Linked DNA regions of Mus musculus: regions 1 and 3 are each linked to region 2. The links are chromatin contacts, called in public HiChIP or PLAC-seq maps. All regions are on one chromosome and are shown on one strand. The core of a region is the stretch at or near the end of the contact, and the rest is flanking DNA. Distances in the headings are between cores, read along the strand shown. Region 1 overlaps Aplp2 (amyloid beta (A4) precursor-like protein 2). Region 2 overlaps Zbtb44 (zinc finger and BTB domain containing 44). Region 3 has its middle 27 kb from the start of Gm29724.

What was found. HiChIP or PLAC-seq counts read pairs in DNA pulled down with a chosen protein or histone mark.
Region 1: a contact with region 2 is called in an H3K27ac HiChIP or PLAC-seq map of embryonic stem cells, with 5 read pairs. The contact joins two enhancer-like sites. A contact is called at or near these places in 1 of 115 datasets of contacts at active chromatin or transcription factors (embryonic stem cells) and 3 of 9 other capture datasets (adipose tissue, liver and pancreatic islet).
Region 3: an H3K27ac HiChIP or PLAC-seq map of embryonic stem cells shows a contact between it and region 2, with 14 read pairs. The contact joins two enhancer-like sites. A contact is called at or near these places in 2 of 484 Hi-C or Micro-C datasets (both in embryonic stem cells), 4 of 115 datasets of contacts at active chromatin or transcription factors (all in embryonic stem cells) and 3 of 9 other capture datasets (adipose tissue, liver and pancreatic islet).

The regions. Positions count from the first base shown.
Region 1 is chr9:31,146,121-31,150,130 of GRCm38.p6, forward strand. It overlaps Aplp2 (amyloid beta (A4) precursor-like protein 2), which reads right to left. Exons shown (of 18, transcript NM_001357698.1): 18 at 3,437-4,010. Among named protein-coding and RNA genes, the nearest start is that of St14, 16 kb to the left of the region's middle. Within about 2 kb of position 2,226, at least 40 of the 459 cell types and tissues checked have an H3K27ac peak or open chromatin away from gene starts, as enhancers often do. A contact at or near this core is called in embryonic stem cells, where this site is marked.
Region 2 is chr9:31,055,803-31,059,266 of GRCm38.p6, forward strand. All of the region lies in intron 2 of Zbtb44 (zinc finger and BTB domain containing 44), which reads left to right. Among named protein-coding and RNA genes, the nearest start is that of Gm17508, 25 kb to the right of the region's middle. Within about 2 kb of position 1,764, at least 12 of the 459 cell types and tissues checked have an H3K27ac peak or open chromatin away from gene starts, as enhancers often do. A contact at or near this core is called in embryonic stem cells, where this site is marked.
Region 3 is chr9:30,975,068-30,978,589 of GRCm38.p6, forward strand. No RefSeq gene overlaps it. Among named protein-coding and RNA genes, the nearest start is that of Gm29724, 27 kb to the right of the region's middle. Within about 2 kb of position 1,799, at least 34 of the 459 cell types and tissues checked have an H3K27ac peak or open chromatin away from gene starts, as enhancers often do. A contact at or near this core is called in embryonic stem cells, where this site is marked.

The DNA of each region.
Region 1 (4,010 bases), core at 976-3,475, 91 kb after region 2:
TTTAATACCCTTGTCCTAGCTCTGCCTGGAAGTCAGTATTCCGGCAGAAGCCTTCAGATGAAGCTGTTGAACTCTCAGCTCCTCCTGCACCGTGCCTGCCTGGACGCTGCCATGCTCCCACCTTGATGAGAGTGGACTGAACCTCTGAACCTGTAAGCCAGCTCCAATTAAATGTTGTCCTTATAAGAGTTGCCTTGGTCATGGTGTCTGTTCACAGCAGTAAAATCCTAACTAAGACAGTGTGTCTGGGGTTTGATCCCAAATAAAGAAATTAAAGTAAAAAAAAATTATATAATCCCCAGGGAGGCTTTTATAAGACAAACAACACACACACACTGTGATGTTTTAACAGTGGAATATCTTACAAGACAGCTAACCAGTACTCACCTGTCAGGACCACCGAAACAAGGTCACATCCTAGGAGAAAAAGTAGGCTGTAGATATAAAGCAAGGAGACCCGAATCAAGAATGCGCAGAGAGACAGGGAGAGCATGCGCTTCAGGAACGCACTACGTCACACAAGGAGGAGGAGCATAAGCAATCTGTGGTGCCAGGACTATGCCTGTAATCTCAGCACTGGGGAGGCGGATGGCTGTGGGCTTGAGGCTAGCCTCATCTATGTAGTTCTACACACACACACACACACACACACACACAGTAGCAACATCTGGATCCTAAAGGCTTTATCTCCCCCTTATATAATAAATTATTTGGGAAATTTTTTTCCATCTTTTTCTTGTCTCCCAGGTTTCCATCTTGGACTTGGTACATACATAATTTAAACATAACTGTAAATACGCACGTGGTGCTGCCTCCTAAAAAATGCCATTGAGGTTAGGCACAGCTCTGCTCAGTTGGAGGCTGGGAAAATGGTTGTCAGCGTGCTTGTTGTATGAGCACGGGCATCTGACGTCAGTTCCCAGGACTCACACAAGGGCCGAAGGCTGGGCAAAGCGCATCCCCTTGTAATTCCAGCCCTGGGAGGTAAAGGGTTCCTGAGCTGATCTGCCTAGCCAAAGGGGGGAGCCAGGTTTAGTGAGGGACTAAGTGGACTGGGCTGGAGCAGTTATTTAGAGTACTTGCTTCCAAGAGATTGGGATTCAGTTCCTAACTGAATGATGGACAGCACACAAACTCTGTAACTCCAGCCCCTGGGTGTCTGATGTCCTCTGCAGACATATACAAATACAGCATACACACACACACACAAATTGTTTTTAAGGTGGAGAAAAAACTGAGGAAGACATTTAACATCAATTACGAGTTTCCATGTGTATGTGCACACACCCATCCATCCACATCCATAAACATACACACAAATACACACACATCCTGATACAGGGTCTCCTACGTAGTCCAAGTTGGTTCTGAACTATAAAAACCAGGCTGGCCTTCAGTAGTTGTCGTGCCCCAGCCTCCCCAGGACTGGCACTCCTGTAGGAGTGCACCGCTGTCACCCAATATTTGACTTTCAAATTGTTACCCAGATCTGGATATTCTTGGCCAGAAATCTAGAGACTTCCCAAGTCCTCTCTAATCTATTTCAAAGATTTTGGGGAAATGTAATTTACGCCTAATCTCTGGGCTGCTCGACAGAAGAACTGACTAATGACGTCTGTGACCAAGACCACAAAGGACAGAAAGACATGCCTATTTCATAGGCAAAGTGGCAAGAGACATCGGCCTCTTCATTTTATAAATAAAGGGAAATATTCCTTTTTGTCAGAACCAGACTCCGGCTGTGTCATGAGGTGGTGCAGGTGATGCGGGGGTCATGTTTCAGCTACAATCAAGATGCCCCTTTACTTCATTTTGCTCTGCCCTTGTCCTTGTCCTCTCCTAAGAATCTGACAGTATGTTTCTATGGATATGCCCCCTGGATCCTCTGGAATCTCAGAGACTTACTGCACTCTAACCCATGTCTTCAAAAATAAGAGTATCGATTGTCAAAGCAACGGAAACCACAGCAGGTCATCTACATAGCTGGGTCAGGCACAGATCTCAGCCACTGGGCTCGGATTTGCAACTGAGAGCGAACAGGCAGATAGGCCCTTCACTCTCAATAGCAGCCAGCACCTGAGGTTTACTGCAAGGTGGGCAGGGCCACATTCCCCAGAGGTCACAGCTTAGTCATCCAAGCAGAAACCAGGAGATGAGTAAGTTTCTTTCTGTGCCCATGAGGGAGCCGTCCTGCTTGGGTGAGGTCAAAGGGCAGTTCCCGCTTTACATTTCTGTGGGTGTTTCCTTACAAAATGTAATCACTATATGGCTACCATAAACACAACTACCTCTACAGTTTAAGGCGAAGTCAATTAAATGAGTCAACGCCTTGCTGAGTGCAAAGCAAACCCGTACAGGGAGAGACACACACAGGCCTGGCTGCAGGAATTCTTGTGTTCTGACCCAACCTCTACTGTAGCTAATCCACTGTGGGTCATGCACGGTCCTCTCACAAGCTCTCAACACCCAGAACACCACTGTCAACAGAGTGCTGGTGACAAGTTCTGAGAGCTGACCAGTTGGATAGACTTGGACTGGGGTTGGCTTGCAAAGATAGCCAAGCCACACAATACTTGAGAATCCGTGAACAGACAATAGACAAATAAACAAAGCTGTATTTTGAATTAGATAATGAATGGCAAAGTCATTTCCCAGGCCGCAATAGAGGGTCCAGTGGTACCTCTTTAAAGCCACTTCAAATATAAAGGTCTCTCTCTCTTTGTGACTCTCTTGGGCAGTAACCTGAGGGGACATCATAGAAGCAGCTGGGCAGTGTTGAATGTTAACAGAGAATCAGACTGCTGGCAGCATGTCCCCACCCTATGCTTACTGGCTTAGAAACTCATACGGTATGACCCCAGTAACTGCATGTTTCATAACATGTATCAACTCTTGTAGCATAGTATTTAAGACTGAGTGATAACAGTGCTCAGGCCCAAAGCCCTGGAAGCAGCTAAAAGCCCAAGTCGCTGAGCACAGGGACTTCTAGTGGCAAGTCACTTAAGCTCAGACGCCGCAGCGGCTATGGACAGCTTCCTGAAAATTCAGCCATAAGCTCTATTGACATTATTCTTAACAGTGGGAAGAAGTCTTGACTTAAATTTTGCAAAATGCCACAGGCAGGCTTTCCTTCATCTTTCTTTGCGCGTAAAATAGGGTCTTGCTACCCGCTCAATAGTGGCCGTCACCTCATCAGTCCTCCGTGTGAGCAACCCCTCCCCCACAGTGCTGAGATTATCCCACAACAGCCAGCAAGCCAGTCACTTTCTCCTTCTTTTTGGAATGAAAACGGAGCTCTTGATTCAACTTACTATGGCCACTGTAATACAGGCTAGTAACTCTTCACTGAAGGAAGATAGACACCCTTCATCCCCAAAAGCAGGCCTAGAACGCTCCATCAGCATAGATCGAAGCCATGGTCAGGAACACAAGGTGCTCAGGGGACGTTAAAGTGTTTATTGATGTAGTTAAGTTCTGTACATTCTCCACAGATCACACTAACAGGTTTGTAGGTGAAGTTTCAATCTGTGCATAGTGGGACGAGGCACGGCTAGGGCCAAGGGGGGAAGGAAGGGCAGGTGAGTCACAGAAAAGTACAAAAACCAAACCAAAACAAATAAACAAACAAACAAAAACAGGTTACCAGAACCTTCAGATTAAAACAAAACAAGCAACAAAGCGCTAAAGGCTGTGAGCGTGAACTCCAGCTACACAGCATTTTACAGGTTCATATGAAGGAAACAAACACTTTCAAACGTTTCCACAGTGTCTACAGATCCAATTTCATGCACAACCCAGAACATTGTCCTTTCATATGATGAAGCCTCCCGTGAACTCTCCTGGGTCCTCAGCCATGTTTATTATGGTATTCTCTGAGTGGCCATCAGAGGGGCTGGAGAGCGGTGGAGGTGAGTGAGGTACAAAGGCAGGCAGAGGGTCAGTGCATGGAGGGAGCCATCCAATGAGGAGGTGGGTGCACGCTTGGATACACTTGGTAAGGGAAGTGGATA
Region 2 (3,464 bases), core at 514-3,013:
TCAGCTACATAGTCAAGGTCTGAGCTACGTTAGACCCTGTGTGTGGGGTGGGGGATCCACTTGTTGTTTTGTTCTTTTTTAAGTGAGTAAGGTCATTTGCTAACATCTGAGAACCTAAGTTTGAGCCCTGGAACCTCTCTGATTAAAAAAAGGCTTTTTCTTATACAAATCTTGAGGCAAATCTTGCAGGCTTTTTCTCCCTCTTTCTCAAAATTAACATATAAATGTTCATGGGCAAATTTACTCGGTCATCTTTTTCAGAGGAACAAAATAACTACTTTGAAAAAAACTACTTTGTAAAATATTTCCAAAGCTGCTTTTTCTTATTGAAAGCAGCTCCTTCCCTGTTTGTGACAGAGTTTAGGCAGCGTGCAGGTCTTTATATCAGCTTGTAAGAGCTGCTCATAAGACTCTAAGTTAAATCCCCAATTGTAACTGGCTATCTTACTTTAATAAAAGTCTTTGGAAAGACTACAGAACAGTTTTACCAAAGAACAATTTGTATCTGATTAAATAGCCAAAATACTCCTAAAAGACCTTATTTACAGGAAACAAAACCCAACAGCAAAGGGCAGTCATTGAAGTGCTTGGCTCACATTTTTTTACCTTCCAGGCAAGGGCAGGTTGTATCCCAAAAGGGATCTGCAATCTTCAGTATCTCAAAGATCCAGTGCATGGCAACTAGAGAATCTGTCAGAGTCCTGTCACACAGACCAGCTGGAGTGAGCCGTTCACTTCACTGCTCCTGTGCACCAACGGAGATCACACCACAGTGCTTTTTAGAGTTTTGGTTTTTGGTAAGATGATACTTTTAGGAGTTAGCAGAGGATTTAAGCCTGAGGTAGGTAATTTTAGGGAGTGTTCCAGGAAGCAGAGTTTGCTTAGTACCATGGATACCAGAAAACAGGCATAATTTTATGACGGAACTCAATAAATATCTTCTAAAAGTGCAGATTAAAACGAGTCTACAATGTCCATAACTTACTGGCTAAGAAAGGAGAAGGCTGTGGATATCTTTGTGACTCTAGTCATCTTGTTCTGTCTGCAAGGTAGAATTTTCCACCCTGTTCTTGCATTGTAGCTGTGATGTTGATACCTTGTGAAGGTATGTCTAACAGAATACTGTGGGCTAGCTAAGGGTTCTAGGCCTGCTCCTGAGAGGGTCTGAGCTGGTCCTGAGCTTTAAGGCTGCTTGTTTTTCTTTCCCTCCCCTTTTTCCTTTGCTCATTTTGACACTAGGCATGCAAAAGTTTTCTACCACTAGATCTTCAGCCCTCTTGGGCTTAACACACTGTACTAAAGACAGTGTCAGAATTTATCAAATAACGATAGTGTCACGAGATACAGCAGCTTCATTGGCAGCAATTTACCAAATGGCCTCACCTACACTGGTAACTGATAAGGTAAATACATGTTCTTTTATTCCAGTTTTAATCATTAATATCTCCACTCATATCACTCAGCACACAGTAAATGTATGTTTGTGTGTGTGTGATTTACAGAGTGATTATAGTAGGTTACAACAGAGTTGAAGAGATTTCAGAAGTAGACTGTTAGAGTCTGTACTAGTAAAGTAAGAACCCAAGCAGCCATGGGGAAGAACCCACTTCCACAGTCTAGAGACTTGAAGGCAGAAACACAGAGTTGAGTCCACTGCAGGGTGAAAAGGCAAAGCTACAACAGGTAGGTTTAAATGGGGCCAGGTGGATGGGCAGTCAAATGGGCTATCAACTGTGGGGAGAACCAAGCCAGGCGGAAGCCCTAGGGCAGTCAGAGGGAGGAGGTGCCTACCCTGGCCTTGATACACAGATCTGTATACACATCCAGGCCTGCCCTTATCATACCTGGTTTTGTCTTTGTTTTGCAAATTTCTGCCTATAAACACTAATACCATCTTCACTAGTGATCAGGGGCTTTTCCAGTTGTTACCAAGACAAATGGAACTGTTACTATTTAGTCCTTCCTGCCTTCCTCCCTCCCTTCTTCCCTTCCTTCGGGTTCTTATGTTTGTTTGGTTTTGGTTTGTTTTGGTTTTTCTTGTTGTTGTTGTCATTGTTGGTTTGGGGGTGAGAAAGTTTGGGTTTTGAGACAGGGTCTCTGCGTGGCCCTGGCTATCCTGGAACTCACTCTGTAGACCAGGCTGGCCTCGAACTCATTCATACAGATCTGCTGGCCATTAAGGCCATGGCTGAACCGTAAGGTTGCCAAGAGTACTACAGTTCTTAGTTCCCAACTGTCTAATGACGGCAAGGAATATAACCAGTGAGAAGTGCTGATGTCTAGAACTCAGAAGCCTTAGATTCTGCTCGGGTGCCTGCTTGAGCATCACAGTCCTGTTTCTCCCTTACTTTATGATCCCTGACCTTACCTGTCTGTGTTGTAGTATCTATACATTTTATGTATATGAGTATTCCATTGCTCTCTTGAGACACACTAGAAGAAGGCATCAGATCCCATGGTTGTGAGCCACCATGTAGTTGCTGAGAATTGAACTCAGGACCTCTGGAAGAGCCGTAGGTGCTCTGAGCCATCTCTCCAGCCCTCATTTTTAATTCTCAAAAGCAATCTTCCAAATAACCTACTGTTGATCATGAAAGAATACCTGGACATAAGAACCTGCTGTACAATAACCATGAAAGCCTGGTGTCTGCCATGACAAACCTCCCTTGCTGTGTTCATACCATACTTCCATTGTGCTTATAGAAATGGTACATTGGGCTGTGGTTATTCTGAAAAGGTTTAGAATCCTAAATGGGAAACAGGGAAAGTTGAAGCAGCTCCATTTGAAGGTTTTACCATTATTTGATTTTTGTTCCTTGTAAGAAGCACCAGGCAGACAGTGTGCCTGGTGGTTCTGTTCTGGGAGAGGTTATTTCTGAAGCTTTCTCCAGAAGCCTTTCTAGCTCTCCACAAGTTCTCCGGGCTCCTTTCTGCTCCTCCTTTTTTCCTTTCTCAGGAGAGATTAAGTGAGGTCTTCTATTGCAAATCGAAACTTGCTGTTGAGAGTTTAAAATGAGCAGATTTTCAGCTGGGCATGGCAGCAACATGCCTGTACTCCCAGCACTGAAGAGGTGGGGGCAGGAAGCTCAGATGTTAAAGGCCAGCCTTTACTACATAAGGAACTCAAGGCCAGCAGGAGCCAGATGAGATCCCTATCTCAAACAAATCCACACTGACAGGGCCTTATAATAATATAGTAAATCACAACTAGCAATAGACTCTGTAGGTGGTGTGCGAGTGTTGAGGACTTGCCAAACACAGAGAAAAGGGTATATATAGAAACCAGATTTCTGTACAAGCAAGTTTTTCAGTCTTAGATTTCTCATCTCAAGACTAGAACACTAGAACTAAACCTGCTACTTGTCCTTGAAACTCGAGGAGACTATATAACAGTCCTTTGGCAGTGGGCAGACAAAAAGCAAGGAGGGAACTGGGGAGATAGTTCAGTGAGTAAAGCATTTGCC
Region 3 (3,522 bases), core at 549-3,048, 81 kb before region 2:
ACAATGGTCTGCACTTTCCCTCCTCAGTCACTTATTGATAAAATGCTCTACAGACTTGCCTATCCTGATCTTACAGAGGCATTTTCAACCCTCCTCTCAGATAAATGTCAAGGTGACATAAAACTAGCTAGCCAGCACAGTTATCTAATACCAAGTGGTAAATTCCAAGTGGTCAGCCTCGAAATCATACACATTCAAATAATTATATAGACTGAGAACATTGTATTCATGCATTTAAGAACAAATACACATATGTATATGTAACAACAATAAAAGAAATAGAGTCTATGAATTCGAGAAAGAACAAGTGGGTACATGGGAAGGGTCAGGAGTGGAAATGAAGGGGGAAATTTTTTATTATATTTTAATTTCAAAAGTAAGAGAGTTTTTAAAAATACAATAAAGCAGTGTGCTAGTAGTAGTAAATAAATATATATGTGTGTATGTATATATGTGTATATATATATATACATATATATATATATATATATATACATATATATATATATACATATATCCTTTGTACATGTATGTTGGGAAGGAAAACAGACTTATTTAAATATGGGCAGCCTCTGAAGAGAAAAACTAGAAAGATGGGAGATGTGGTTTGAATAAAAATGGCCCCCATAGGCCCATAGGGAGTGGCACTCTTAGAAGGTGTAGCCTTGTTGGACTAGGTATGGCTTTGTTGGAGGAGGTGGGCTTTGATGTCTCAGAACTCAAGCCTGGCCAGTGTTATGTTCACTTCCTGCCAATGCAGATATAGAACGCCCAACTCCTTCTCCAGAACTGTGTCTGCCTGTGTGTGGCCATGCTTCCCACCATGACAGCAATGGACTAAACCTCTGAACTGTAAGCCAACTCCAGTGAAATGCTTTCCTTTATAAGAGTTGCTGTAGTCACGGTGTCTCTTCACATCAATGAAACCCTAACTAAGACAGAAGATAAAAGCAGGGAAAATGTCTCACACCTGTCATTTTGCACCTTTTGGATAATAAACTATGTTACTGTAAACCTGCATTGAATGCATGTAATTATGTGTGCTTGCAACTGAGTGAGTGAGAGAGAGAGAGAGAGTTAGTTAGTTAGTTAGTTAGTTAGTTTATGGGACTATAATGTGAGGCAATAAAATAAGCGCCAGACAGCAAGGTACAGGATCTGAGCAACAAAACACATGCTGACTGTCTTGCAGAAACAGGAGAATGGTGACGGTGCCTGGCAGCAGCGGCCCCTTCCCAGTCTGTCAGGAAGAGAAGGAACTGCCATTTCTCCCTGCCAGTAGCAAGGTGAAGAACCAGGAGACAGACTCCAGGGGAAGAATAGACCTGGAGCACACATGGGAAATGGTGGACTGGAAGGTGGCGGTGGCGGAGGGGGGCGGGGGAAGCAGCCAGGAGAAGCAGCAGGATAGAGCTGAAGACTCACAAAGAGGGTAAGAGTGGTCAGAGCTTCATGAGGGCCAGAAAACAAGAAGGTAGCACTGAGCAGGACCCAGACATTTTATACAGCGCCCACTAGTGGTCCAGATCACACAGGCGATAGAACCTTTGGCCTTCCATAACTCGCAAGGATGTGGATAAGGTACTACAATGACAACCCTTCCCCAGAGCCTGATTCCATGGGGTTCTGTGGAAAGCCCTTGCTTTCCTGTCCACGGCACTCCCTCCCCCACACTGAGAAAACTCCCTTGCTTTGGCTGGCCAGGGCTCTGGTTTACATCTGGCTTTGTTCAGCAGCAGCCTCCACTTAGCCAATTTATGCTGCACAGCCCAAGTGCCAAGAAACTACACAAGAAGACAAGGCCTGGACAGGATCAGAAAGTGCCAGAAATGTTGCCACCAAGCCTCATCCACGGAGGCTGCCAGGAGAGCTTTGCAAATGGAATCAGTCTGAACGTGCTTGATGAAAACCATCTGAACGAAAGCAGCCAGGACAAACAGGAATCGTGGAGTTTCCCACCGCCCTGGGGGCCGCTCTGGCTTCCCCGGTTTCTGCTTCTATGCATCGACCTTTCCACCCCGAGGAAGACAGGTTCCTTGCTGGAAGCCTGTCCAGATCATGGTGATGAGCCCTGAGCTCACAAACCCTGCTTTCCCTCCACTTCCTCCCACATGCCTGTGCCAGTCTTCCCACTGCTATTGGGCCTTATTGCTGTGTTTAATACTGTTTGATGGAAGTAAGCATTTGGTCATAATGTGGTCCCTTCTTTCCCCTAGAATTTGAAAAGGTCAAGAGACTTCTAACCAGACATGTCCTCACTGCCCACAATGAAAGACCAAGATCCCTCTTCAACGTGGTCATAAAACTTGGGACACTTTTCTCACTATTTTCTCATAGAAGCATACCTGATGGCAAACAGATAATGTCATAGCAAAGGACACTGATTATGAGCCTCCAGTTGATGGAGAGAGATGGGGTAGAGGAGAATTAGATAGGAAAATTTGGACACCTACAGTCTAGCAAATTCCAAGGACTTAGAGCCAGATTGGATGTTGGATTGGTATGGACTTCAGAGAGGAAATTCAGAATCTCCCCCAAGAGACTCTACCTTCAGAGAAATATTGTTTCATCTGTATCCAATTTCTTCTCCCTGCCTATATTTTTACTACATAGGCTCTCTGTTTTCATTCTCAGGGCAGTTGGCCTTCTGTACCCAGAAGAGAATGGGCATTAGAACCACCGACAGGAGCCTTATCCTCCAGGAGCTCTACAGTCAGCTGGGTGTCATGAGCAAATGCCAGTGACAGTTGTGGCATCCACAGAGCTCTGGTCCAGACCCAGGGCAGTGACTGATGGCTCTGAGATTTGATAATTAGGAGCTGCCAAATGGCCCATCCAGAAACATTTAAACGGTTGGTCAAGGCCTTGCCCTGCTTCTTGGTTTCTTTGAAGGAAAACTTGGCTGTGTGTTACACTGAGCATAAACATTGTGCTGACCTTGATCCAGGAATTTAAACAGAGTCATTTAATGTAAACGCTGACAAATATCTTCTTGCTGAAGTGCTCTGTTTTCTGGATGGGTTCTCTATAAAAGTACTTTGATTTTTTTTTTTAATTGAACTAATAGTTATTGTGGTGGTTTGAATATGCTTGACCCAGGGAGTGGCACTATTAGGAGTTGTGGCCATGGAGTAGGTGTAGCTTTGTTGGATTGAGTGTGTCACTGTGAGTATGGACTTTAAGACCCTTCTCCTAGCTATCTGGAAGCCAGTCTTCTTTATTACTTTAGAACAAGATGTAGAACTCTCAACTCCTCCTGCTCCATACCTGCCTCGATGCTGCCATGCTCCCACCTTGATGATAAGGGACTGAACCTCTGAACCTGTAAGCCAGCCCCAACTAAATGTTGTTATTTAATAAGACTTGCCTTGGTCATAGTGTCTGTTCCCAGCAGTAAAACCCTCATTAAGACAGCCATCTTGGTGGCTAGAGATATGGCTCAGCGGTTAAGAGCACTGACTGCTCTTCCAGAGGTCATGAGTTCAATTCCCAGAAACCACAAGGTGGCTCACAACCATCTGT